2 separate regions of the Cricetulus griseus genome follow, and region 2 is linked to region 1. The links are chromatin contacts, called in public Hi-C maps. All regions are on one chromosome and are shown on one strand. The core of a region is the stretch at or near the end of the contact, and the rest is flanking DNA. Distances in the headings are between cores, read along the strand shown.

Region 1 (6,196 bases), core at 1,801-4,300:
AATCTGCATGAGGTGTGTGGTCCACGTGGTGCAGAGTGCCAAGACAAGCCATCTTAGTGATTTTTATGGAGGATTCACTATATAGCCATCTGTGTGGCTATGGTGCGTTACAGTGAAAAGGCACAAAGCAAAATTAACAGTGGGGAAGGGCACATGGGGCCATCTAGAAGCCAGTGGGTACATGCTTCCAAGAGTCCTTGCTCAGCGGAATCAGGATACAGTTCACGATTCAGGCAATGGGTCATAACAAGTGTGAAATATCTATCTGAAAGCTTTTCAGCATCTCCGGGCTCAGACTCATTGGGGGATGACTATAAAGGCACTATCCACATGGCATGAACCAAGACTGCAGACTCCCAGAACGAGAACAAGTGCCCAATATTGCACTAATAGTCTACACAACAGTGAAATGCTTGTTGGGAGCTCAAGGAACCCTCCTAAAATCCAAGCTTCTAAAGTGCAGCCTACACCCCCCCCCCCCCCCGCCCATGTTACAGTAGGAATGGTTGACTCTGAACAGAAGCATCTCAGCAAAGGCTAAAGAGAAATAATGCTTGGGACCAATCCTGAAAACCAGAGCTAGTTGGATGTGGTGACATGCACTGATAAAGCCAGAACTGAGGAGGAAACAGGAGATTGAGAAGTTCAAGCTCAGATTCATGGTAAATTCAAGACCACCTTGGCCTGCATGAGATCCTGTCATCCAGAAAGGGAAGGAAGGAGAGGAGGCAAAGAAGGATGAAAAGATGAGACAGAGGCTTCCAGCAGAGGGAGCTTTAACAGCGAAGTTGGAGAGGTGGAGGCTACCATGCAGAAGCATAGGGAATTTTGGAGTGACTGGAAAGTGGGTATGGATGAAACAAAGCAAGAGAGCCCAATTTGGTGACGCTTTACTGTCTGTCTACCATTTGTTATTTGGTCTTTTACTTTGTCTTGCTATACACTTAATAAGCTCACTTATCTGGGACTGAAAATATGGTTATTGTGGATCCTTCTCCAGACTGTACATAATAATATGTCAAAATAATTTTCCTCCAGCTATCTTGACATCCATCCACCTAGTCGAGTTGGTACATAAGGTTAGTCATCATCACAGTACCACTTTTATTATGCCACTTTCATGAACTCTTGTCGAGCCACAGAAGGCATTATTGTGTAGAATCACCTGCTGCATGGATAGCTAAGCAAAGATGGATCCATTCTGGTTGGTTTGGGTTCTGTCCCCAGGAGCAGATGCTCGTGTGGCCTCCGCATTGCAACCTCCATGAGTGCCAGAGAGTAGGAGAGACATCATCACCCTAAGGAAGGTGAAGACTACTGTCCTTCCAGGGAATAGCTACAATCTCCCAGGTCCACTCTGAGCCTGAGACAGACTAGAGTCCTAAGCTACTGAGTGTCACAGAAAGCCAAGCTCTGAGTCAAGGCCGTGGCTTTCATCCCTTCCTGTCACTGTGGTGATGGAAATGGGTGGGAGAAAACCACAATCTGGGTAAAGGAAGGTCATGGTCAGGCTTGAGTGCTCCAACTGAAAAGTCAAAAGCAGCCACTGGCAATCTGAGGTAGAAACAAACACCTTGCTGTGTAAGGGGTGGGGGGGTGAGACAGGGATTGAAAAGTTGACTAAGTCCACGAGAGGGCCAAAGCTCTATCATGGGAGTAGTCCTCTGATGAGAGCCATCAGGAGAAGTACAATAGTTGAAAAAAGAAGAAACAGACACAACCAATTATGGATCTGCCATTCATTGCAGCATGACATTGGCGAGTTCACTAACCTGCTCCAAGTCTTGGGACATTCATCAATAAAATGAGGGATGCGGTCTGAGTAGGCTCCAAGTTCCTATCCAGCTCCTGTTCCTTCAGAGAATAGAGAAACTACCTAGTCACAGAGTAGCAGCCACAATGACAAGCCTTAAAGATGAGGTTAGCCCTAGAGCAAAGAGCAAGAGCTAGACCTGGTCTAGATCCTCTCTGCACTTCCTTGCAGGGTGGTCATGAGCACAATGCTTTTTCTGTGAGTTTCTCTCTTTAAAATTGAAGAGTGGGGTCTGGACAAATGGATCCAGGAGTAAAGTGCTTGCTGTGCAAGCATGAGGAGTTGAGTTCACCTCCTAGCTCCCATGTAAAAAGGCAGGTGCAGGAGATGAAGAGATGGCTCAGTGGTTAAGAGCACTTGTTCTTGCAGAGAACTCCAGTTCAGTCCCCAGTACCTACACAATGTTCACAACCATCTGTAAATCCAATGCCAGGAGTTCTAGTTTCTTCTTATGACTTCCAAGGGCAAAACACACGTGGCACACATAAGCATATGCAGGCAAAATACTCACACACTCCTATACAAAAATGAAACAAATTACTTTTGTTTGTTGTTGTTTGAGACAGGGTCTCACAATGTAGCTCTGACTGTCCTGAAACTAGGTATACCAAACTGACCTTGAACTCACAAAGATCTGCCTCTCTCTCTCTCTCTCTCTCTCTCTCTCTCTCTCTCTCTCTCTCTCTCTCCCTCCCTCTCTCTCTCTCTCTCTCCTAAGTGCTAGGATTAAAGGCTTGTGACACCATGCTGAGGAGTAAGTATAAAAAAATAAAAATAAATCAACAACTTTTTAAAAAGCCAGACACAGTATCATGCACCTATCATCCCAGCTCTGGGGCAGCATTGGCAGACAGATCTCTGTGGCCATCTGGCTAGTCATTCTAGCTTAAAGAGCAAGTTCCAGGAAACTAGTGAGTGGCCTTGTGTCAAAAACTAAGGTGGACCGTTCCTGAGGAATTACATCAAAGTTGTCTTCACAAACTTTTGCAAAACACACACACACACACACACACACACACACACACACACACACACACCACTGAACAATTGGAGACTAATAGCATTTTCTTTACAGAGTTGCGAAGGAGAGTGAAACACTCTGTAGAACTCTTGCCCAGAGGCTCTCACAATAGGCGCTTGATGAATGCCGGCCACTCAGATTTCATGTCCAGTCTTCCCTCCAAAAGAGTTCAAGCTACAGCTGCCAGAGCAGGCACCCCAGCCAGCAGCCTCTCTAGACCTAATTGGTACAGGACACCAAGACACAGCTGACAAATGGTACAATCAGAGGGAGCCCCTGATGCCATGCACAGGCCACCGCTCAGAGCAGCCAGACTCCCAGGCTCCAGAGCAGCTCAGGGAACAACATGTAGAAAGACATGCTAATGAGGGTCCTAGAGAAAGGGTCTTTCTCTATAAAGTGCTGAGGAAGCCAGAAGGCTGGCTGGAAGCCCCTGGCACAGTTTTGCCTGAGCAGCGTTGAACTGAATTGAGGTAGGCACCTTGGCAAGACGATGGGGCACAGATGGGGCAATCAGGGAGGTCCAGGGAAGACAGCCACAGAGTGAGAAGTCAGACACATTTCTTTAGGAAGCCATCTGCTTGGATAGTAAGTAATTTTGATTCTTTGAATACAATTTAATGCTTAATGTATATGTGCCTCATTCTGTTTGTGAAAATCTATTGGCATGTATATTTTCTTTTCTGAATAAATCTGACATTTCCACCTATTATATATATGTATATATATGATTATATATGTATTATATATGTATATATATGATTATATGTAACACATATATATATGATGTAGGAATTCTAATACATGATGTGTTGACTCCCTCGCCTTCATTCAGTAATTTCAATCAGTGCTTTTTTCAGCTTCTTTGCCCTCACCCTAAGTGAGATATGACACTGGTCCTCAATTGAGAATGCACGGAATATCAAATGGAGAAAAGAAAAAGGCATACTATTTTTTTTTATTTTTCACTTTTTATCTACTTTTTAAAAATAATTTACAAACATTTTATATATCATTCCTCCATTCCCTCTCCCTCCCATGCCCCCTACCTATCCCGGAAACCCACCCCCCACCCACTCCCCAAGGATGGTGAAGCCTTCCATGGGGGAATCAGAAAAGTCTGTCACATCATTTGGGGGAGGGCGTAGGTCCTCCTCCGTGTATCTGGAGTGAAATAGTATCACTCCATAGGGAAAGGGCACACTATTTGTATAAAATATAATTTTCTGCTGGTTTCATAAAGCAATAAGCAACAGCCTTCAAAATAATTTCTTAGTCACAGATCTTCACAATGAAAGTGTGTGACCCTAGTCAGAGACATGGAAATGCAGGAAGGAATGAAAGTGCCAGGAAGGGCAAATCTAAGCATGACGCTGGCTGATGAGCATGGCATCAAGCCAAGAGTTATAACACCTTGTAGAGTTTAATATAGGTATAGAAGCAGGACCATGTGACAGCCGCACAGATGAAAAATGTTCAAGTCTTCTACAGTTTTAGCAATACCGAGAAACTTACCAATGTGATCTTACATTCGTCAGAAATAAGTAAATAAGTCAACATTGCTGTAACGGTGGGAAGGAGAAACACCCCGTAGGCTCAGGTCCTGGAGCACTTGGTCCCCAGTTGGTGGCGCTGTTTGGTGGTTTAGGAGGTACAGCCTTGCTGGAAGAAGTACATCACTGGGGGTGGCTTTGAGAGCTTATAGCCTGGCCTCACTTCATCGTGATCTGTCTGGTTTATGCGTGTGCTTGAAGAAGTGAGCGCTCAGCTCCAGCCACCATGCCAGCCTTCCTGCTGCCTGCTGCCTGCCTCCCTGCCTGCTGCCTGCTGCCTGCTGCCTGCTGCCTGCTGCCTGCTGCCTGTTGCCTCCCTGCCTGCTGCCTGCTGCCTGCTGCCTGCTGCCTGCCTGCCTGCCTACCATGCCTCCCTGCCTGTTCTCTGCCTATCATGCCTCCCTGCCATAATGGGCTCTGATCCCTCTGGAACCATATGTCAAAATAAAATCTTTCTTCTGTAAGTAGGTTTTGGTCATGGTGTTTTATCACAGCCACAGAAAAGTAACTAATGCAATTACATAGTGTCTAATTGCCAAGATAATGCCTAAAGGAAAATAATGCATAATGAAAAATGAGTAAGAAAAAGAATAAAACAGTAGGAAATGATGACTCAAAAGAAAGGAAGAAAAACTAGAATAAAATAAGTAGATGAAAAAGAAAATACATTAACTGTCAACTGTAGTCTTTTTTTTTTTTATTTTATTCCTTGGTGGCCCACCACCAGCTCCCAAATAAATGCATAGACTTATTCTTATTTATGCATGCCAGGCTTTAGCTTGGCTTGTTTCTAGCCAGCTTTTCTCAGTAATGACAACCGGCAGGACTGAGGTGAGAAAGCAATCAGTCTGGCTCTAGGATTCATATCCCCTGACCATTCTGTCACTGCACACACATAAGCAACCATAAAGGTTAGTATTAAGTGTCAAATGAACCTAAGTTACATACGCTGCATAAGCCCAAAGGGAAGGAATTAATCTTCACTAGGGAGGGGCTGGTTCTGGGAGACTTTAAGAAGAGTAGCATTCAGGGCCTGGAGGGATAGCTCAGCAGTTAAGAGCACTTGCTTCTCTCGCAGAGGATCTAGCTTTGGTTCCTAGCAACCACATCGGGGGCTCACATCTACCTGCAATTTCAGTTCCGAGGGATTTGATGCCCTCTTCAGCCTCCACTGACACCTGCATGTGTATGGTGTACATAAACACATGCAGACACACATAAATAATAAGTATTTAAAAAGGAAGGGGGGAGGGAGTGGGAGGGAACATTTAAGAGGTCCTTAAAAGGAGAAAGGTTTTCTCTATTTGTCTTTGGGTTTGTTTGAGACAGGTTCTTTCTGTGTAACCCAGACTGTCCTGGAACACACTCTGAAGCCCATTGTGAGCCAGCCTCAAACTCACGGCCCTCCTGCTTCAGCCTCCCAAGTGCTGGCATTTCAGGTTTGCACCCCATATCCCACTAAAGATGGAAATTTTAACTGGAAGAAAGTGAGAGTCTTAGTCAGGACATATTGGGTCACACTGTGGTAACACAGTTGAATCCCACAAAGGTTAATTTCCCTTTCCAAGTGCTAATCAAGTTCAGCAACATCCAGGTCCCTCCCTGGGTGTCACACATGACTCAGTCATTCAGGCCACTACCATCAGTGGTCCCTCATTCTTGTGTGTACTTCTGACTGAAGTGCTAGGGAGAGGGAGAAATATGGAGAATTTGCCCGTCAAGGCATGAGCCTGGAAACACACACACACACACACACACACACACACACACACACACACACACACGCACACACCTCTACCTTCTGCTAAT
Region 2 (6,614 bases), core at 2,480-4,979, 260 kb after region 1:
TATGTAGAGGCTAACTACACGTGTGGCCTCTGTACCATTCTTTGTGTGGGTTGTGGGGGTCTGACTTTTTTTTTTTTGCCTCATGTAGTAAGCATTATTTGTGTGTGTGCTGAACCATCCATCAGGTGTCTGGTGTTATTTTTTTTTTTTTAATGGTTTTTAAGATTCGGTCTCATGTAGTTCAGGCTGGCCTCAATTCACTTTGTAGCCAAGGCTGGTCTTGAACTCCTGATCTTCTTGTCTCCTTCTGGATTCCAGGCATGCTTTACCATGCCCCATCTTGGATGATATTGCTCCAGCTATCTTCAAGTGGCCTAGAACTCACAGAGATCTGTTTGCCTCTGGCTCCCACCTGGTGCTATTTAAGGCCCCGTGTCACCATACTCAATGGTTATTTAACTTTTATAAGTCACTCCCAGCTTTTGTTTGATTGACTGCCAAAGCTTGTGTAACTTCAAGTGCTCTTTGCTGGTGATGGAGAGACAAATTTTTTGTCAACTCTAGACAAAGACGGTAATTCCTAGTCTCTGCTGGACCCAAGTGTCTGTCATGGGAGGAGACCCCTAATGGAGGCTTTGATCTGCTGAAGGCTATGGCATCTACTCATTTTTCTCGAGAGTTCCCTTTTTATTTCCATCCATATTGGATGAGAAAGCTATGTCTGTGGAGTGCTAGCTTTGGTCCCTCTAGATTTTTTTTTTTCTTTCTAAGTTGAACTGTGGCATTGTGCTATCATCTTGAGGTGAGAACACACCACAGCTAATCACAGTTGTGTTATTCTGGTGTAAGGATATCCTCAGACTGGGCAAGGCTGTAGACACCTGTCATCCTGCAACTTGAGTGGCTGGCACTTGAGGTGATGTAACAACATCATCTTCAGCTCAGGGAAATTAACCATCTTGACATCCACCAAGCTCAGCAATCACCAGTGGAGAAATCAGCTTTCAAAAATGTCAGATTTAGGGACAGACAAGATGGCTTGTGGGTAAAAAGCTCTTGACACACAAACCCGAAAACTTGAGTTTGATTGCTTGAACTCACAGTGGAAGGAGAGAACTGAGTCCGAGAAGTTGTCCTCTGACTTCTGTGCGCCATGACACAGCTCCCCTCCCCAGTTACATTTCTGAAAACCTCAAGAGATTTACTCTCAGAGGCTAGAGATGCAAGACATTTAAACAGATGTCCACTGGTTGAGATGGAAGGCAAGTCCAAGGGGGCAGACCTAATCCCTCTGGACAAACAATCGTCACCAGAAAGACAGACTCCAATCTCAAGGTAATTTATTTGGCAGGGAAAAGCAATCTTCCAATACCCAGGACTGGTGTGTCTTTTGCAGCTCAGGGTGAAGGTTGGGTTTTAACAATTTGGCCATCCTTCCTGTAGGGGGAGCCAAAGCTTGTGATGGGAGCACGGGTCCTGAGCAACTCCACGCTTCCCCTCTCATTTTCAACCTGGAAGACGATGCTGCAGAAGCTGCGCCCCTACAGAGAGGAAGCCCCGAGTACCAGGCGGTGCTGCCAAAGGTCACCAGGGTTCTTGCAGATGTCCTTCAAGACATTGCTGATGACAACAGCTCCCGAGCGGACTACTCTCAGGACCCTTCGGTGACTCCCTGCTGTAGCCCCTCCCAAATTGCCTGCCGTTGCCAAACTGTGTGACAGGTCATTTTTCCCCTGAGGAAGACTATCTAGAAACTGTAGACAGGTAGGTTCACTTCCAAACTTCATGCTGGCCATGGATGTCTACTTTGGGAAGGGAGTTGCACAATGTGGTTTGGAAGGCATAGTCTTCCCTCTCCCTGTGTAGACTGCTCCTCTACATGCATGTTTGAGAAGCATCCAGCGCCCGTACAGTGGGCAAGGCATGATTAAGCACTAGTGGGCTGTGGAGTCTTGGCACAGGTCCAAGCCCCAGGTTTTTAGCTTGGGCAATGACTTAAATCCCAATTGCAGAGTTGATTTTGAAGGTTAACGTTAACACGTGACATTGCTGTGTATGTTCCCAGGACCAAGCAGGTCTTATTAGTTTCAGTTTCTACCTTGTCCCCAGTTTCACTGGTCCATTGGAGAGCAAACTCACTCTGACGGTCTGTAGCGCTCAGCCATCTTCAATACCCATACAAATGGTGGGGATCTTGCAAAATGCAGAATGGCCCAGAAGATCTGGACGAAGGTCTGGGAGACTACATTGTTGCTGTATTTCTTTGAGACACCTTGAATAACACAGAGCTAAAAGGAAGTTAGGTCTTCCCAGGCCCTGGAGCAGAAGAACTCATGGGCCCTCTCTCTTGTGAATGTCAAATGGGCAGACTATAAAGATTTAGGAGTTTAGGGCTGAAGAAATGGCCCATCAGTTAAGCGCACTGGATCTGGGTTCTGCTCCCAATGCCTACATGGTGGCTTAAACTGTAACACTAGCTCTAGAGGACCCATCACTCTCTTCTGGCCTCTGAGGATGCCAGACATGCACGTGGTGCATATACATACATATATGTAGGCAAAACACTCATATATTAAAAATCATCTTTTAAAATAAGATTTAAGATTTCCTCCAAGCCCCCACAACTTCCAAGAAATAAAACAAAAAACGTAAACAACTCACAAATGCATTGCCATGATTTTGTTTAATTAGTGTCCTAAATGGGACTCAAGGGTAATAAATGATTTATTCCAATCACTGCAAAAATACTTTGCCTGGCTAAAATAATTTCTCTCTCTTTATGTCTGTAATATACAAGAAACACAATTCAAAGAGATTTCCTACTAAGTACTTTCTTTTTTTTAAAACACAGCATACATTTAACAAGGATGCCCTTTTTAATATAAAATTCCGGTTATAGACCAATATGGTTAGTTAGCATTTACACTGTGGTTTGAAGGTATTTTAAATAGCATGACATGACCCCAACGTTCTCCTCACCCACCCAGTCCAGCCACGGCTGAGGGGACTGACCACGTTCTATGGCTCAGGCAGAGGCACCCGGGATTCCTGCCTCCCTTCCCTCTCTGCTCACACAACTGATTGCACTCCGTTTCTTCCACTGTCCTTGTTTTCTCCAAAACCACCCGACAGGGGGTGTCCTGACTTCTGGGGTGCGCTTCTTGTCAGGATTGCTTCGTTTTGCCCTTCTGACTTCCGCGGCACAAGATTATCTACCAAAATCAAAACAGAAGGGCCTTACTCTCCTCGGGAAGAGGCTGGGGGAGGCAGGCTGGGTTACCCACTGGTCTTTGCTGTGTGGGTCAGCAGGGGAGGCCAAATCTTTTGAAACTTTTATACATGACCACAGACTGACCCTCACACATGGCCATGGAAAAATCCACCCAACTTATGTAGGTGTGGACAACTGTGAACAGATCCTAACAATACTGTTTAGAAACTGCATGTGTCCACATGTATGCTTTGTATGTACATGTGGTGCTTTTTTCTAAAGGCTCATCCTACTTGTAAACATGGACTGCTAAAATGGCTGTAAAAAGAACACAACACGTCAGCATAGGCTCTTGGTCTGAGAAGCTGTTCTTTCTTTCACTCACTGGGTTAAGGGTAGTGTCACAGAGTACAGATTGCATGCTGGCTTGCTAATGAAGCAAAAGCTGCTGGCCTTCCTCAAAGCCTTTCCCAGGGCACCAGAGATGATAGGCTTGCTTTTCTCCTGCTGGTCTCCAAGCGAACTCAATCCCAAAGAGGAAAGTGACACTGGGAGGGAGGGCAGTGGCGGTCTACTTTGTAAAGGGAGCTAGTGATGACTCACAGGCTTAAGGCAGAGGCCCAGGGGCTGGAGGCTGACTCCACCAGTGAGCCCAATATTCCCACCAAAAAGGGAAGTGATTTTGCTAAGCTGAGACTCCACAGATCCTTTTGTAGTCTCGGAAGCTTCTAAAGAATGGTGAGAAAAAATGGGCATTCTGGGAAAGTATTTGCAAGAGGTGTGTGGTTCAGAATCAGCCAGGGAGAGGGGGCTTTCCTAGGAAGCCCAGTCCAACACTCAGGCTACAGGGGCATGACTGAGACGGCTGCACTGAACAGCAGCCCAGCAGCACTCTGGACTCTGCTCGTTGTGCCTGGAGACAGAGGAGCCTGCCTGCTGCTGACCCAGGACCTCAGCTGGAACATTGGCTCCTCTTCTCCATCGGCCTGCAGGCTGTGGAACAGTCTGGGCCTGGAGGCACCCATGACACCCAGCACCTGCAGGCACCCAGAGGCCACCACCATAGCTGGACTCTAACAGTTCAGGGAACTTGTTTACTGACAAACACTACTGGCAGGGAGAATTTGTGTATAAACTTTTTTTTTTTTTTTTTTTTTTGAGGTCATGGATGGACCCAGTGCCCATTCCCTGAGCTACCCACATCCCTAGCCTAGACAAGAATTCTAAATGCAGTTTAAGCCAACTTTCACAAATTTGCTCTTTAAGAGGAAGATGGGACAACTAGTTTGTATCCAATGTCCTAGCAGTGTTTAGGTGAGCATGCCTGCGACACATTTGAACGTTAGTAGTTTTGGGTGTGTGTGTGTGTATGGTGTGTATATGGGGGAGGCTGAGCATGGAACGCAGAGCTTCTTACATGCTAGGCCTATATACCATCATTAATCCACACCCCTCAACACAAGTTCCTAAATTAAGCATCCCTGATCCTCCTCCCCACCAGGAAAATGGCTTACTGGGGTTATTATTTTATACAGGGTTCCTTCAGCAAGAGACCACCTCCTACATGCCATTGTTCAAATTACTCTAATTCTGTAAGCACAGGAAGTTGCAAGTTCTGCTCTGATTACAGTGAAGACTAATTTGAGATGTATCAGTCTTCTACAGCAGCCTCAGATTTTTACCAAAATTGCTAAAACAGAACCAATCGAGCATCAGACCTAGGCAGACTAGGATGCTCTGGTCATGTTTGTCCCCATTGTCTGACCTAGAATGCTGTGGCTCTGGGGAGATGTAATGTCAGTTAAACAGTCAAATAACCACTAACTTTCAGAAGACATAAAATCTCCTTATAGTTCTAGGTGGCACTGTGGAAGCCCAAAGGTACCACTGGTTTAGGCAGTAGGCCAATGGCTGCCTTAAAATGCATAGTTTTTTTGTTTTGTTAAAAAAAACTACTCCTTCCTACCATTACTATATTAATGTCACTTGGTGGCAATATGTTTGTCAACTTGCTTATCCAAGTCCAAAAATGTAAATTTCAAACTGCAATCTACAAAGCCAATATGGAAGTCACATATACCTCCTATTCACACGAAAAGGGGGCCTCACCCTCTTCAGGGCCTACAGGAGCACTCCCTTCTATTCCCTAAGTCCTGATATGGCATTGTATCCATCTGAAACAATTTCAAGTTGCCTGTTGGGATTTGTTTGTTTGTTTGTTTGGGCCTTGGGTAGCCCAGGCTGGTCTTGAGCTCACTATGTAGCCAAGATGAGCCTGAATGTCTGATACTCCACTCCTGCCTCCATCTCCCAAGCACTAGAATCACAGGAGTGCACGACCACACTCAGTTTAATGTGCTGCTGGGAACTGAACCCCGGGCTTCCTACGTGGGCAAGCACTCTACGAACTGAGCCACGTCCCTAGCCACTAGTGTGTTTTCTAACGGAAATTCACAGGAGGGGTGCACACTGCTTGAAGATGTAGCAGCTAAGGAGGCCCTGACAGTCCCCAGGGTAGGGGGAGAGTCTTTCCTCCAGCCATTGGTAGAAGCCAAGTCCAGTGCTCAGCCACCCATGGTGTCTCTTACTACCAGCAAGCTGAAGTAGGTTGCTGGGAAGCCTTGCTGAAGGTGTCCAGGTGAGCTCATGCCACCCACACTGGCTTTATACATCTGGTTTCCTGGGGAGTGCCCGAAGCTCCTGGGGATGTTCAAGAGTGCAAAGCCAGAGCTGCAGGCAGGGCTCCTCCTGTAGCCAGCTCAGAGTCCCAGACATGACCTAGCCCCTTTAACTCAGTAACAAGTAACAGGCAGCATCCTACAAGGGCATTCCTAGGCACCTTGGAAAACCAGGCAGAAACCCCGACCTCACAAGCAGCAAAGGCAGTGTAGGCACAGAGGCAGAGGCAAGGAGTCTGGGCCTCTGGTGACCCAGGTTAGTATTTGGTTATGGTATTGCTATCAGGCTTCAAGCACCACACCAACTGGGGTCTGAAACTGCAAAGTGGGTGCCCTAGGACTCTGAGCATTTGAAAGAGGATTAGTGGTTAGGAGCTAGAGCACGGGGCAGTGACTTTGCCTCTTGTGGAGGCAAAGCTTGCTTTCTTCCAGGCACACAGATGGAGTAACTCTGTTAAGGGTTCCGAATGCTCACAGGGGGAAACTCATTCTCATCGTCAAGACACACTGGTCCCGTTGCAAACTCGTGTTCTGGAATAACTTCTCCTCGGAGTGCCCCACCGTCCTCAGAGTAACCTGGAAGCAAGAGTTAGAAATGAAACAGGTGGCTCCCCATGGTGGGTGGGCACTCCATGGTGGGTGCTGGAGGGCCAGGACCTGAGAAAAGGGGAAAATGGAAGCAATGGGGGATGCATCTCTGCTTTCCAAATAGAGGGTCGGCTCAGGTGATTCTAAATCCTCTCCTCAATCTAGCCCCTGAGCCCTGAGAGGCAGGCAGGTCTCAT

What was found. A called contact is a pair of places that touch in the nucleus more often than the background predicts.
Region 2: a Hi-C map of liver shows a contact between it and region 1, with 3 times the contacts expected there. The contact joins two enhancer-like sites. A contact is called at or near these places in 5 of 8 Hi-C or Micro-C datasets (the CHL-YN cell line, the CHO-K1 cell line, fibroblasts and 1 more).

The regions. Positions count from the first base shown.
Region 1 is chr7:122,170,076-122,176,271 of CriGri-PICRH-1.0, forward strand. No RefSeq gene overlaps it. Among named protein-coding and RNA genes, the nearest start is that of Rgs9, 17 kb to the left of the region's middle. Within about 2 kb of position 3,051, at least 1 of the 6 cell types and tissues checked has open chromatin away from gene starts, as enhancers often do.
Region 2 is chr7:122,427,007-122,433,620 of CriGri-PICRH-1.0, forward strand. Arsg (arylsulfatase G) reads left to right here. Exons shown (of 12, transcript XM_027425812.2): 12 at 1,384-2,685. The coding sequence ends at 1,658. Wipi1 (WD repeat domain phosphoinositide-interacting protein 1) reads right to left here. Exons shown (of 13, transcript XM_027425823.1): 12 at 6,305-6,405; 13 at 2,605-3,152. The coding sequence ends at 3,105. Among named protein-coding and RNA genes, the nearest start is that of Wipi1, 37 kb to the right of the region's middle. Within about 2 kb of position 3,730, at least 1 of the 6 cell types and tissues checked has open chromatin away from gene starts, as enhancers often do.